Regions from separate parts of the Mus musculus genome. Here all the other regions are linked to region 3. A link is a contact called in public Hi-C and promoter capture Hi-C data. All regions are on one chromosome and are shown on one strand. Each heading gives the region's core, a stretch centred on a gene start, on an enhancer-like site or on the middle of the called end of the contact. The rest is flanking DNA. Distances are from core to core; before and after follow the strand shown. Region 1 holds the start of Tmem69 (transmembrane protein 69). Region 2 holds the start of AV051173 (expressed sequence AV051173). Region 3 holds the start of Ybx1 (Y box protein 1).

Region 1 (3,308 bases), core at 377-2,876, 2.7 Mb after region 3:
GTGACCCCGCCCGGGCGCCCGCGGCTCGCTCTGGAAACGTTGGGCTGCTCCTGCAGCGGTTACTTCCCGCCCCGCCCCCGGCGCCCTTCGGCGCGACGCCGGTCGGTCCACTCTCCCTTCCGCAAAGCCTTCGCCTCTCCTTGTGCCGCTCTTGGGGCGAGGACCAGCCGAATTCAGCACGCCCCTTTAAAGCTCCCAGCCGGGTCCTCCGGCCTGGGAGCACGTGAATATGGGAGGATATATTTGTACCAGTTCTTCCCCCACCCATTCTTTCTTCACCTTCTCACACCTCGATTGTGAACCAGATGCTTCGCCAACTACTAGAATTGTCAAACAAGTAGCGGAAGAGTGTGTTTTCCGAGCCCTGTACACCTTTGCCCCTCCATTCACAGGCGCGCGCCGTGGAAACTACAGTCCTAGGCAAGCCATAGACACACACATACTCCCGCCCCTCCGGACTAGAGCATGCGCGGCGGTGTGGGCGCACTACCTGCCGGGAGTTGTAGTTCATGGGCATTGCAGGCGTCACGGAGCCGCCAGAATGGAGGGTTGAAATCTGCTCCAGCCCAGTCTTTGCTAATAAACCCCCAAAAGAGTCTATAAGCACTCTCTTGGCTATTGCACGACAGGAAGGGACCGTACAACCTTGCCAGAGAAGGTAATAAAACTGGCGGACAGCGTCTCACTAAAAACGAATGTTTCAGGAAGTTAGTTTTACTGCTTAGAATGGAGGAAGTAGTCAAAAAGGAGTCCCTACGTAAATGAACTCTCCTTTTTGTCTTCAGCTTTTTACACAAGGAGCCAAGAACGCTCGAAGTACTTGGTAGCTGTTCCTTTTGGTCGACAGATGGCAGGTTGGGGGTGGGAGAGGAGACTTAGAATAAATCACACAGAGGATAAATTCAACAATGTTACTTCCTGGATGACCTTCAAGCTCAATGCCCCTAACGCCACACTTTGATTCATAGAATTCTGAATGTTGGGCCCCAGTCTTCTGTATTCCTCAATGTAATTTCTAGGTAATAGAGAATAAGGTAAAAACAAAATCAACACCTCTTTCTCGCCCAGTGGTAGTAATAAAGGACTCAAATGCGGAGGAAGATGTGTCCAGTCGACTCAACAACGTTGTTTTGCAAGTTAAGCGTTCCAGGCAATCCTGCCTTTAAAAAAATAAAATAATTCCGTAGGCCAAATCAGCCAACTCCAAGTCTCCTCCTAGCTTCTTCCACTACTGTTACTGGGGGTTATTTCAGAAATTGTACTCTACTTCCTGAATATGTGTGTGTGTGTGTTAAACTGGTTAGAGATCCCATAACAGAGACTTGTAAGGTATCTGAAAGCTGACTTCAATTAGAATATTTTAGACTAGCCCTCAGCTCTGTGGTTAAAGGCACTTACTGCTCTTACAGAGAACCTCAGATCAGCTCCCAGCACCTATACTGTGGGGAATCCAAGCCTCTCGCCTGAGTGGGCACATGCATGAACATCCACATTAAAAATAATGTAAAATAACTGAGGGAGGGAAGCATTCAAAAACGGAAAGAGAAGAGTCGGAACTTGCTACCGTTAATTCCCATCCGGACCCATTTTCCTGCACTCAGGAAGTGGGGGGGCTGTGTGATTCCAGTTGCCGGAAGTGTTGTTTCGGTGTTTCTGGTTGAATTTGTTCAACTTTTGCGCCGTGTGATGGTGGCAAGTACGTTTCAGGGTTGTCAAGGGTACACTTTGGGAAGGAGGTGGTGGTGGGGTCACTAAGGATTGGTATTGGTATATAGATGTATAGTTACCCCACGCGTCTTAAGGACCTTTTGTGTCTAAATTCCGCTCGTGTCGCTAAAATGTCAGCTAGGAGCTTCCAGTTTGTGGTAGTTGCGTTGGCGAAATGAAAACATTTGGTCATTTTTTTTTTTCGTGGAATGAGCGAGTTGGCCACGGCTTTTAGTTTTTTAATCTCCACATCAGCTTCTGTCTCAGGGCTTCAGCCTGATTATAATCCTCCAAAATTAGAAAACACGTGCTCCACTGGTTACTGAATTCCAAAAGGTGGAGAATATATGGAAAACATTTAATTACATTGCTTGATTCACAACAAAGCGATATTTGTGGCTGCTCTCATTTATAGTGTAAAAATTCCACAGCCCCGAGTACACAATAACTAAAGAGAATATATGATTATTGGGAACAAAAGGTATAACTGTCAGTTTTAAAGATGAGGCACTGGTGCCTAAGAAGTGGTAGAGATGTTTGCTAAATCCAAATGTTCAGTTTCACATTGCTCTTTTTATTAAACCAAACAGCCAAAACTAAAATTATTCTTCAGAAAACAAAAACAGCACAAAACGTATTTCCTTAATATGTGACACTTTGGCAAATAAATACATAAATAAATCAAAATAAATTATGTTTCATCGAAGAGATTTTCTTGACTTTTTGTTGTTGTTGTTGTTGTTTTGGGTTTTTTTTGAGACAGGGTTTCTCTGTATAACCCTGGCTGTCCTGGAACTCACTCTGTAGACCAGGCTGGCCTTGAACTCAGAGATCCGCCTGCCTCTGCCTCCCAATGCTAAGTGCTGGGATTAAAGGCGTGCACTACCACTGCCCAGCAACGACTTCTTATAAATGTATAAAATGTATACAATTAAGCGATATCTTGTTTTATGTATAGGGCGTTGCTTCAAATTCAGCCATCCCCCTCAACTATAAAAATATATGAATCGGAATTGCATTTTCCCTGGACAAAACCCTGAGCAGAAACCAGAATGCTACACTTCATCCAGAAAGTTTCTGGAGCATCTTCAAAGGTTAGTTGAGCACTATTTGTCAATAACTGTTTGGCTATGGCAGATATAGAAATATGTATTCAAGTGAGGAAGGAAAACAATGGGCAAATTATAAATAAGTAAAATATTTACTATGTCAAATAATAACTGCTATGGAGTACTATACATCAGGGAAAGAGAATAGGGAATATCAAGAATAGAGAGAAGCCGGGCATGGTGGCACATGCCTTTAACCCCAGCATTCGGGAGGCAGGCGGATTTCTGAGTTCGAGGCCAGCCTGGTCTACAAAGTGAGTTCCAGGAGAGCCAGAGCTACACAGAGAAACCCTGTCTCGAAAAACCAATAAATAAGCTACAGAGAAACCCTGTCTCGAAAAACCAATAAATAAATAAATAAAATAAAAAAATAGAGAGGACCAGGGCTCTAGTTTGACCCCAGCACCCATGTTGGGTGGCTCACAACCACTGCTAATTCATCATTAAAGGACTTGAAGCTTCCACTGAGGGTACCCACACACATGAAAATAA
Region 2 (3,768 bases), core at 1,241-3,740, 2.6 Mb after region 3:
GGACCCAGTAGAAATATGGAGGCTCAAAAACATCTACATTCCAGTCCCAGGGGATCCAATGCCCTCCTCATGTACCATATGTACATGATGCTCAGACACACATTCAGGAAAAGAAAAAAACCCACCATACACATAAGATTAAAAAATGTTTTAACACCAAGCGTGGTGGCACATGCCTTTAATCCCAGCACTCGGGACGCAGAGGCAGGCAGATTTCTGAGTTCGAGGCCAGCCTGGTCTACAAAGTGAGTTCCAGGACAGCCAGAGCTATACAGAGAAACCCTGTCTCAAAAAACAAAACAAAAAAAAGAGGAAGGGAAAAGCAAAGGCAGGTTGTATCTATCTCTAGGAGTTAGATACAACCATGGTCTACATATTTAGAAAGCCAAGGGAATAGATAGTAAGACAGCTCAAATAAACAAATGATGAGAGCGAGCAAGAACTGACCAAAACAAAGGGGGACAAGATTGTGCAAGCTTTAATCTTAGCACTAGGGAGGTAGAGGCAGGAGGATGTCTTTGAGTTCAAGGCCAGCCTGATCTACATAGTGAGCTTCAGGACAGCCAGAACTACATAAAGATCCTATCTTAAAGAAAACTTTTTTAATTACAGTGAAAAAAGAAAAGGGAAAGGGCTAGAGAGATGGCTCAGCCCTTAAGAGCACCGACTGCTCTTCCAAAGGTCCAGAGTTCAAATCCCAGCAAGCAACTACATCCGTAACGAGATCTGACTCCCTCTTCTGGAGTGTCTGAAGACAGCTACAGTGTACTTATATATAATAAATAAATAAAACTTAAAAAAAAAAAAAAAAGAATTCCCCCAATAAATAAATGCCACTAAAAAAGGTAATCAGATAAATGTTAAGGTATAATAAAGCATACTTTCTCTAGAAATGACTCATACCTAGGATATCTACCCTTGTTATCACTGTCCTAACCTTGACTTCACTTCAACCTAAAGACATGTGAAGTGGCCTCTTTAATCTTACCTTTGTATTCACTTAGGCTGATATCTTTGAATTGTCCATCTGGCATAACAGCTGTAGCTTTGAAGTTGGGAGCAGGATACCCAATTTTTGCATTTCCTGAAGACATCTTGCTATCAGCTGGAAAAGACAACAAAAAAAAGTAAACCCTATTCTTCTAAATAAGCAACAGCTTTCACCTACCTAGGAACTTAACTGTAGCTCAATCAGAACACAGGCTCACAGTTAAGGGTCCCAACCCAAAGCTCCAACTCCAGGGTAAAATTGAGACTGAAAAATCAGCCTTTGTTTTCACTTGCTAACAGCTCCACAGTGTGTCTAAATAGGTCAGCTCTCCCACCCTTTCTAAGCCAGTTTTTGCAATGGCATTTTATTCTGCATATTCATTAGGGAGAAACGGGAAGGAAATGGAACAGACACAAAAATCCCAAGCACATCAATGCCAGGACACTGGCATTTATTGCTTCAGATCTTTAGGTGTTCTGTTTAAGCTTAAGTTTTCTCTGCATAACTTGTTTGAGGCCAACCTAGATTTAGTAACCGTGTCTTAAAACGTTCTTTAGGTTTAACCCAGGGACAGTGGAGCATCATCCCAGCACTCTGCATGCTGAGGGAGGAGGATACTGAACCGAGGGAACACTTGTCTCAATTTCTGTATGAGGGAGGTTACGCAGGTTAAGGTAATTGCTATCTGATGACCGTAGTTCCATCTCCAGAATGCCCATAAGGATGGAAAGCCGACTTCTACAAGGTTCACACACACAAATGTTTAAAAGAAAAAAACTTGGGATGTGTAATCTCAACACTTGGGAAGTAGAAGCTTAAGATTCAGGAGTTCAAGGCTAGCCAAATTAGAGGCCAACCTATTTCCAAGATACTCTAAGAAAAATACAAAAAGAGTCAATGTACTGCTAAGAAACCGATTTCTGCACTATCGACCCAGGTCAACACCAAGACAAATAAATTGTTAAGATGTACAACATTAGGAGCTTCAGCGATGGCGCAACAATTTAAGAGCCTACACTGCTCCTTTCCGGAAAAGTCCTGGTTCAGATTCCTCCACCCACTTAGGATGGGTTCACAACCACCTGTAACTAGCTCGGGGGGGGGGGGGTGTTTACCACACAGGTAGACATACACATTAAAAAAAAACCCACAATCTAAAAGAAAATTTACGCCTCTCAGTATGAGTGCAAGTTGGAATCCAAGTTCCAAATTTCTTGGTTCATAATACCAATAACCAAAAGAAACGCCAAGAAAAAAAGCATCTTTCATCGCAAACTTTAAAAAACTTTTAACTGTTTTTTTTCAGGGACATGCTGCACCTGCAGCATAGCAACTACCTATCTGGTGTGCCCCCTAACATAAACCATCTTTTAATCAAACTTGCTTTGCAACGTGGCCCAGCATTTCCAAACTCAACCAATCCCGGAAAAGCGACTTCCGGCCGCTGAGAAGTCTCCGTAGGAATCGGACTAGAACGCCGGAGAAGGTCACGCCCCAAGCTCGCTGGAGGTTACGTTCCTACCACTCACGCCATCACCCACTATAGCACATCAGAAAACACAACGACACAGCCCAGTGCGCGCGGTAAGTTCCAGCACAAACTCGTCCCACCAAGCCATCTCCGCCCTCTATCGGTGAGCGGGAGAGGAGGAAACTGAACGTTAGCCTCAGGGTTCCAACAGGTCCGGGAACTAAGCGCCACGTGAAGAATGCGAGTAGAGCTCCAGCACTCGCGGGACCAGGCCTCGCCCTGCCGCTTCAGCCCGTGATCGCCCGGGACGAGCCGGGACCGGCCAGAGGGAGAAGGAACCAGTGATGGGCGCGAGCCGCGTTTCTCAGCGGCGATACCCGCACACTCACCAGGGTCGAGCCACAGGTCTCACAAACAGAAAGAGCCGTGAGAACGCAGGAAGAGGTCGCCCGACAGCGCGCGCGGGGAGCTGCTTTTATAGCCTACAAAGTTCTCGCGAGATTCTCACGGGCCGGGGGTGCGGGAAGAGGGGGACCTGGCTGAGCCCCGCCCCACCCTGGCCGGCCTACGGGGGATGACTCAGCGCTTTCCCTGGATGGGCCTGGAGTGGAGGGGGTCTCCAGGGGGAAACGCTCACACTTTCAGTGATGCTGTTCCCAGAGGTAGAAAAGCACTGCCCTTTGAGTCATTTCCTCGTTTAATCGGGGTACCCGGGTAATCCGTGCCTCTCTTTATTCCCAGGACCACTGTGTGCTGTGCAATCAAGACCCAAACTAGAAGAAGGGTCTGTTTTACTGCTCTTGGAAGGCCACGTCTAAAATTAAACCACGTTCAGGGGAAACTGTGCACCCAAATATTTCTCAGTCGCACCCCAGCCTCACAAACCTATTCTAGGGCTGGAAAAGCTGGCTCAGCCGTTATAAGCCCTGGCTGCACTACCAGAGGACCCAGCCTCAATTTCCAGCACCCACATGGCAGCTCATAACTGTGTAGATCCAGTTCTAGAGGATCCAACACCCTCACACATACATGCAAGCAAAACACCAATGCACAGAAAATGAAAAGAAATAAATCGTTAAGAACAAAAACAAAACTCCTGTTCTAGTCTGGTCCTCATTAACCCTCACCACTGAGGGCAGCCTCCATTGGTCTCTGATTACTGGATACTGCTTTTCTGTTTCACACCCATTTCTTGCATTATTCTTAAATCTTTCTGAATCTCAGCCTGTCACTAAACTGATTTGTGGTTTTAAAAACTGGGGCTCTGTGGTCAATTTCCTGAGTTAAAAGTCACTGTTCCAAGCCA
Region 3 (3,756 bases), core at 431-2,930:
AGGCTGATGTCCAGAATTGTTTCCCTTTGCTATTCCACCTTATTCATGGAGGCAGTCTCTCAATCAAACCCAAGGCTGGATGATAGTAGTATTGCAGGCGAGCTTGTTCTGGGGATCCAGGCTGAAATCCCAAGAGAGGGCTGCCATGCCCACTCAGCATTTATTCTGGGTATCTAAACTCCAGTCTTAACATCAGGACTGCAAGTGATCTAACCACAGAGCCACAGAGCCATCTCCACAGAGCCATCTCTCCAGCCCTGGTCTTGGTGGTGGTGGTGGTGGTGGGGGGGGGAATGAGACAGGGTTTCTCCTGGCTGTCCCTGAACTCACTTTGCAGACTAGCCTGGCCTCGAACTCAGAAATCCGCCTGCCTCTGCCTGCCAAGTGCTGGAATTAAAGGCGAGCGCCACCACAGCCCGTCGGATTTAGCGTTCTTTTTGTATTTCTAGTTCATGCTTTTATTTACTGGGAGCTAGGAGTATGCCACAGTGCTCGTGGGGAGGTCAAGCTACAGCTTACAGGAAGAGGCTATCTTTCTCTTTCCATTATGTGGAGCTGAAGGCAAGAACTCAGGTTTGGCCAAGTGCCTTTACACACAGAGCCATCTCAGGTCCTCTTGTTTCCCCCACTCCCATCCCTTCTCTCTCTGCAGCCCCTTCTCCAAGCAGCAGCCTTTTCTTTCTTTAACGATGCTACTCCTTACTTACACCGCGAAAGCTACACTGCTCACCGGTGATCAGGGGAAGAATCTCAGGTTAAAAACACCTCTGCCCACCTCTGATTCCTACTTCGATTGGTTTCCTTTATTTGCAGTCTCCGTGAGACCCTATCTTTTCTAGGCCTTTGCACAAACCTACCTTTGCCTGAAATGTCACCACCCAACTCTTCCTGCTCCCACTCCCCAAACGCTGTGCTCACCCAACCAAGAAGTGGTGGGCGTTTAAAATTCCACCATCAGAAAGCAGAAACTAACTGGCAAACTACTTCAATCCCCAGTCAATAGTAGATGCGTAATAAAGAATGAATGAAGGTAGGCGGAGGGCTTCAGAAAGAAGGCAGCGTGTGTTTTACAGTGTATAAAAACAAGGATAGCAATCCTTGTCTACAGTGCTTAGTTTATAAAGTCAAAAACCCTAACATCCAATAAATGTGAGGCGAAATTAAATCTGATTTGTGGCCAGTATGAAATACATTTCCTCGGACGCCGGGGGAAACGATCACCCCCGCCCTGAACACGCTGAGTCGTGGCAGCTCCAGCGCCTGCGTGGTCCCTCCAAGGTGACTGGATCACCAAAAGCCTGACCCATTAAGGAGGCCCCGGCGTTCACCCAGCCGTGGGAAGGAGCCCCTTCTAGGAGGCCGGAGTAGGCCCGGCGATCGCGGCCCACGTGCGCGACGAGCGCAGCCCCATCTGGGAACGTTCCCTCTGCGCGTCCTCCCGGTACTCTATGGTGCTCACGGCCGAGGCTCTCATTCTAGTTCCGGTCTCTATGGCGGCGGAGGCCTGAGAAGCTGTGGGTCGGGCGAATTAGTCGCTAAAGATACCAATGAGAGCGCAGGAGCCGCGGAGCGTGAGCCAATAGGCGCTAGAGACCCGGTCAGGTGGTGAGATGGACAACGATGCGGACCAATGGGGGAGGACGAGGGCGGGTCTATCGCGGGGCTTATCCCGCCCGTCCCGCCATTCTCGCTAGTTCGATCGGTAGCGGGAGCGGAGAGCGGACCCCAGAGAGCCCTGAGAGCCCCACCGCCGCCGCCGGCCTAGTCACCATCACACCCGGGAGGAGCCGCAGCCGTCGCCGCCGGCCCCAGTCACCATCACCGCAACCATGAGCAGCGAGGCCGAGACCCAGCAGCCGCCCGCCGCCCCCGCCGCCGCCCTCAGCGCCGCCGACACCAAGCCCGGCTCCACGGGCAGCGGCGCGGGTAGTGGCGGCCCGGGTGGCCTCACATCGGCGGCGCCCGCCGGCGGGGACAAGAAGGTCATCGGTGAGCGCCAGAAGGGACCGGGGATGGGGCCGCGGGCCGGACCGTTAGGCGACGCGGCCCGAGCCACGGACTACGCGGCCGCCCCTCCCCCCCGAGGCCCGCGGCGCGCGCACACCGGGATCCCGCCGCTGCTCCGGCCGCCGCCGCCCCTCCCCCGCGCCCACCCGCCCCGGGGCCTCGTGCTGGGGTCCCCGCCCCGCCGCCTACGCAGCCGGAGGAGCGCGGGCTGCTTCCCCGGCCCTCACGTGCTCGCCTCCCGGGCGCACACCCACCTCGGACCCGCGCTACCCGGCGCACCCACGTGTGCGGCGAGGGCGGCGGCCCGGGCCTGCGGCTAGATCCTGGACCGACTTCCAGGGCCAGCCGGTGATTGGACGTTGTTGTGCTTTGTTTTCCAGCAACGAAGGTTTTGGGAACAGTCAAATGGTTCAATGTAAGGAACGGATACGGTTTCATCAACAGGTGAGATGCCGGGGTGGAAAGCTCGCGTCCGCCTCCTGCATGGGCCAGAGCCACCGCGGGCATGACAGGGTGGGGGATTGGGACCCTGTGTTTCTTCCTTGGGTGACGGGATTAGCGGGTCTGTAGACTCGCTTTGTGTTGCTGTTAAGTACCGATCTTGAGCTAGCCTCAAAAAGCTTTGGCACAAAGCAGGTCAAGGCAGGCGCGTCGCATGAGCCATGCCTTAACAGTTACCTTGCATCAAACTGAGGCAACTCCAGGCTAAGCACGCTTTTAACCTTGACATCCCTTTCTGCTTTGAAATTGCTATGTAAGAATGTGACCCGCTAATTAACATACAGGTGATCTTTCACCTTGTTAACCTCTCGGGGAACGGGATTTGACATGTCAGTTGCCTGAGATGTTATCTGTACTGTAAGGTTATGTTGCCTTTGTTTAGACTACTCGAATATTCAGTCCATTTAGTACCTCGAGCACATTTTTCCTATAGACCTTCTGTAGCCAAAGAGGGCTCTTCTTATTTGTCCAAACGACGAGTAACGTATCTGAAAGGAAATGGTTCTTCCTCATTTTTTATTTCTCTTACTTCCTTGTCAGGGAATCATGCTGATCAAATCAATTTTTGTTATAGCTTGCTGGAGTGGCCATAAGTCCTTGGGAACTTAGCCTTCGTTGTATTTGGCTTAGAGTTGTAAACTATACCTTCATAGATCCAGAGAAGGGTTTGTAGACGGCGGTGGTAAGTGCAGGCGCTGCCTGCACTCTGGGCTCCCTTGTGAGCCCGGCATCTTTTTCAAGATGGCTGCCAAGGCTAGTGCAGTTGCATGGGTGTAGAGCCCCGCGAGTGCCAGCAGCAATCCTGGCCGTACAGCTGTGATACTTGGCGCCATTTCAGCATTTTCTCTTACATGCTCGCTTAGAAGGCGTTAAATAAGTAGATGGTGAAGAGAGCGCTACAGAGTGGCACAGTGCTCGTGAATGGGCAGCTATAGGCTTTTAAAATAACGGAGTGATGAAAAACATTCACTGATGAACCCCACACAGTCGTGGAAACACTCAAGCAAAAGCGATTACAATCACTTAATGGACTGTTCTCTACAGTTGCAATTAGAGGGAAACATTTTGTTTTTCCAGACTCTAGGATTTCTCCTGTCACGGGCAGTTTGCCTTTCTGACCATGTGTCCTGGGTTCCTTCCCCCCCCCCCCCCCCCCCGGGTTACTAGTGAGCAAAGAAAAAAAAATGTAAGGCTTTGGTGCTTGTGGGGTTGACGTCCTGGTGGCTTTTAAAGTGGTCCTTATTCCTG

Evidence for each region. Hi-C and Micro-C count contacts between places; a contact is called where the count stands out from the background. Capture Hi-C pulls out chosen DNA fragments and counts their contacts.
Region 1: a contact with region 3 is called in a promoter capture Hi-C map of liver, with 2.5 times the contacts expected there. The contact joins the promoter of Tmem69 here to the promoter of Ybx1 in region 3. A contact is called at or near these places in 2 of 39 promoter capture datasets (hippocampal neurons and maxillary cranial neural crest) and 1 of 9 other capture datasets (liver).
Region 2: a Hi-C map of B cells shows a contact between it and region 3, with 7 read pairs. The contact joins the promoter of AV051173 here to the promoter of Ybx1 in region 3. A contact is called at or near these places in 1 of 39 promoter capture datasets (neutrophils) and 1 of 484 Hi-C or Micro-C datasets (B cells).

What each region holds. Positions count from the first base shown.
Region 1 is chr4:116,554,261-116,557,568 of GRCm38.p6, reverse strand. It overlaps Tmem69 (transmembrane protein 69), which reads left to right and starts at 1,626. Exons shown (of 3, transcript NM_177670.4): 1 at 1,626-1,696; 2 at 2,666-2,801. The coding sequence starts at 2,760. It also overlaps a transcript of Gpbp1l1 not described here.
Region 2 is chr4:116,684,744-116,688,511 of GRCm38.p6, reverse strand. AV051173 (expressed sequence AV051173) reads left to right here and starts at 2,490. Exons shown (of 3, transcript NR_040442.1): 1 at 2,490-2,575; 2 at 2,674-2,867; 3 at 3,204-3,550. It overlaps Prdx1 (peroxiredoxin 1), which reads right to left and starts at 2,913. Exons shown (of 6, transcript NM_011034.4): 1 at 2,852-2,913; 2 at 989-1,105. The coding sequence starts at 1,094.
Region 3 is chr4:119,292,437-119,296,192 of GRCm38.p6, reverse strand. Ybx1 (Y box protein 1) reads left to right here and starts at 1,680. Exons shown (of 8, transcript NM_011732.2): 1 at 1,680-1,989; 2 at 2,388-2,451. The coding sequence starts at 1,830.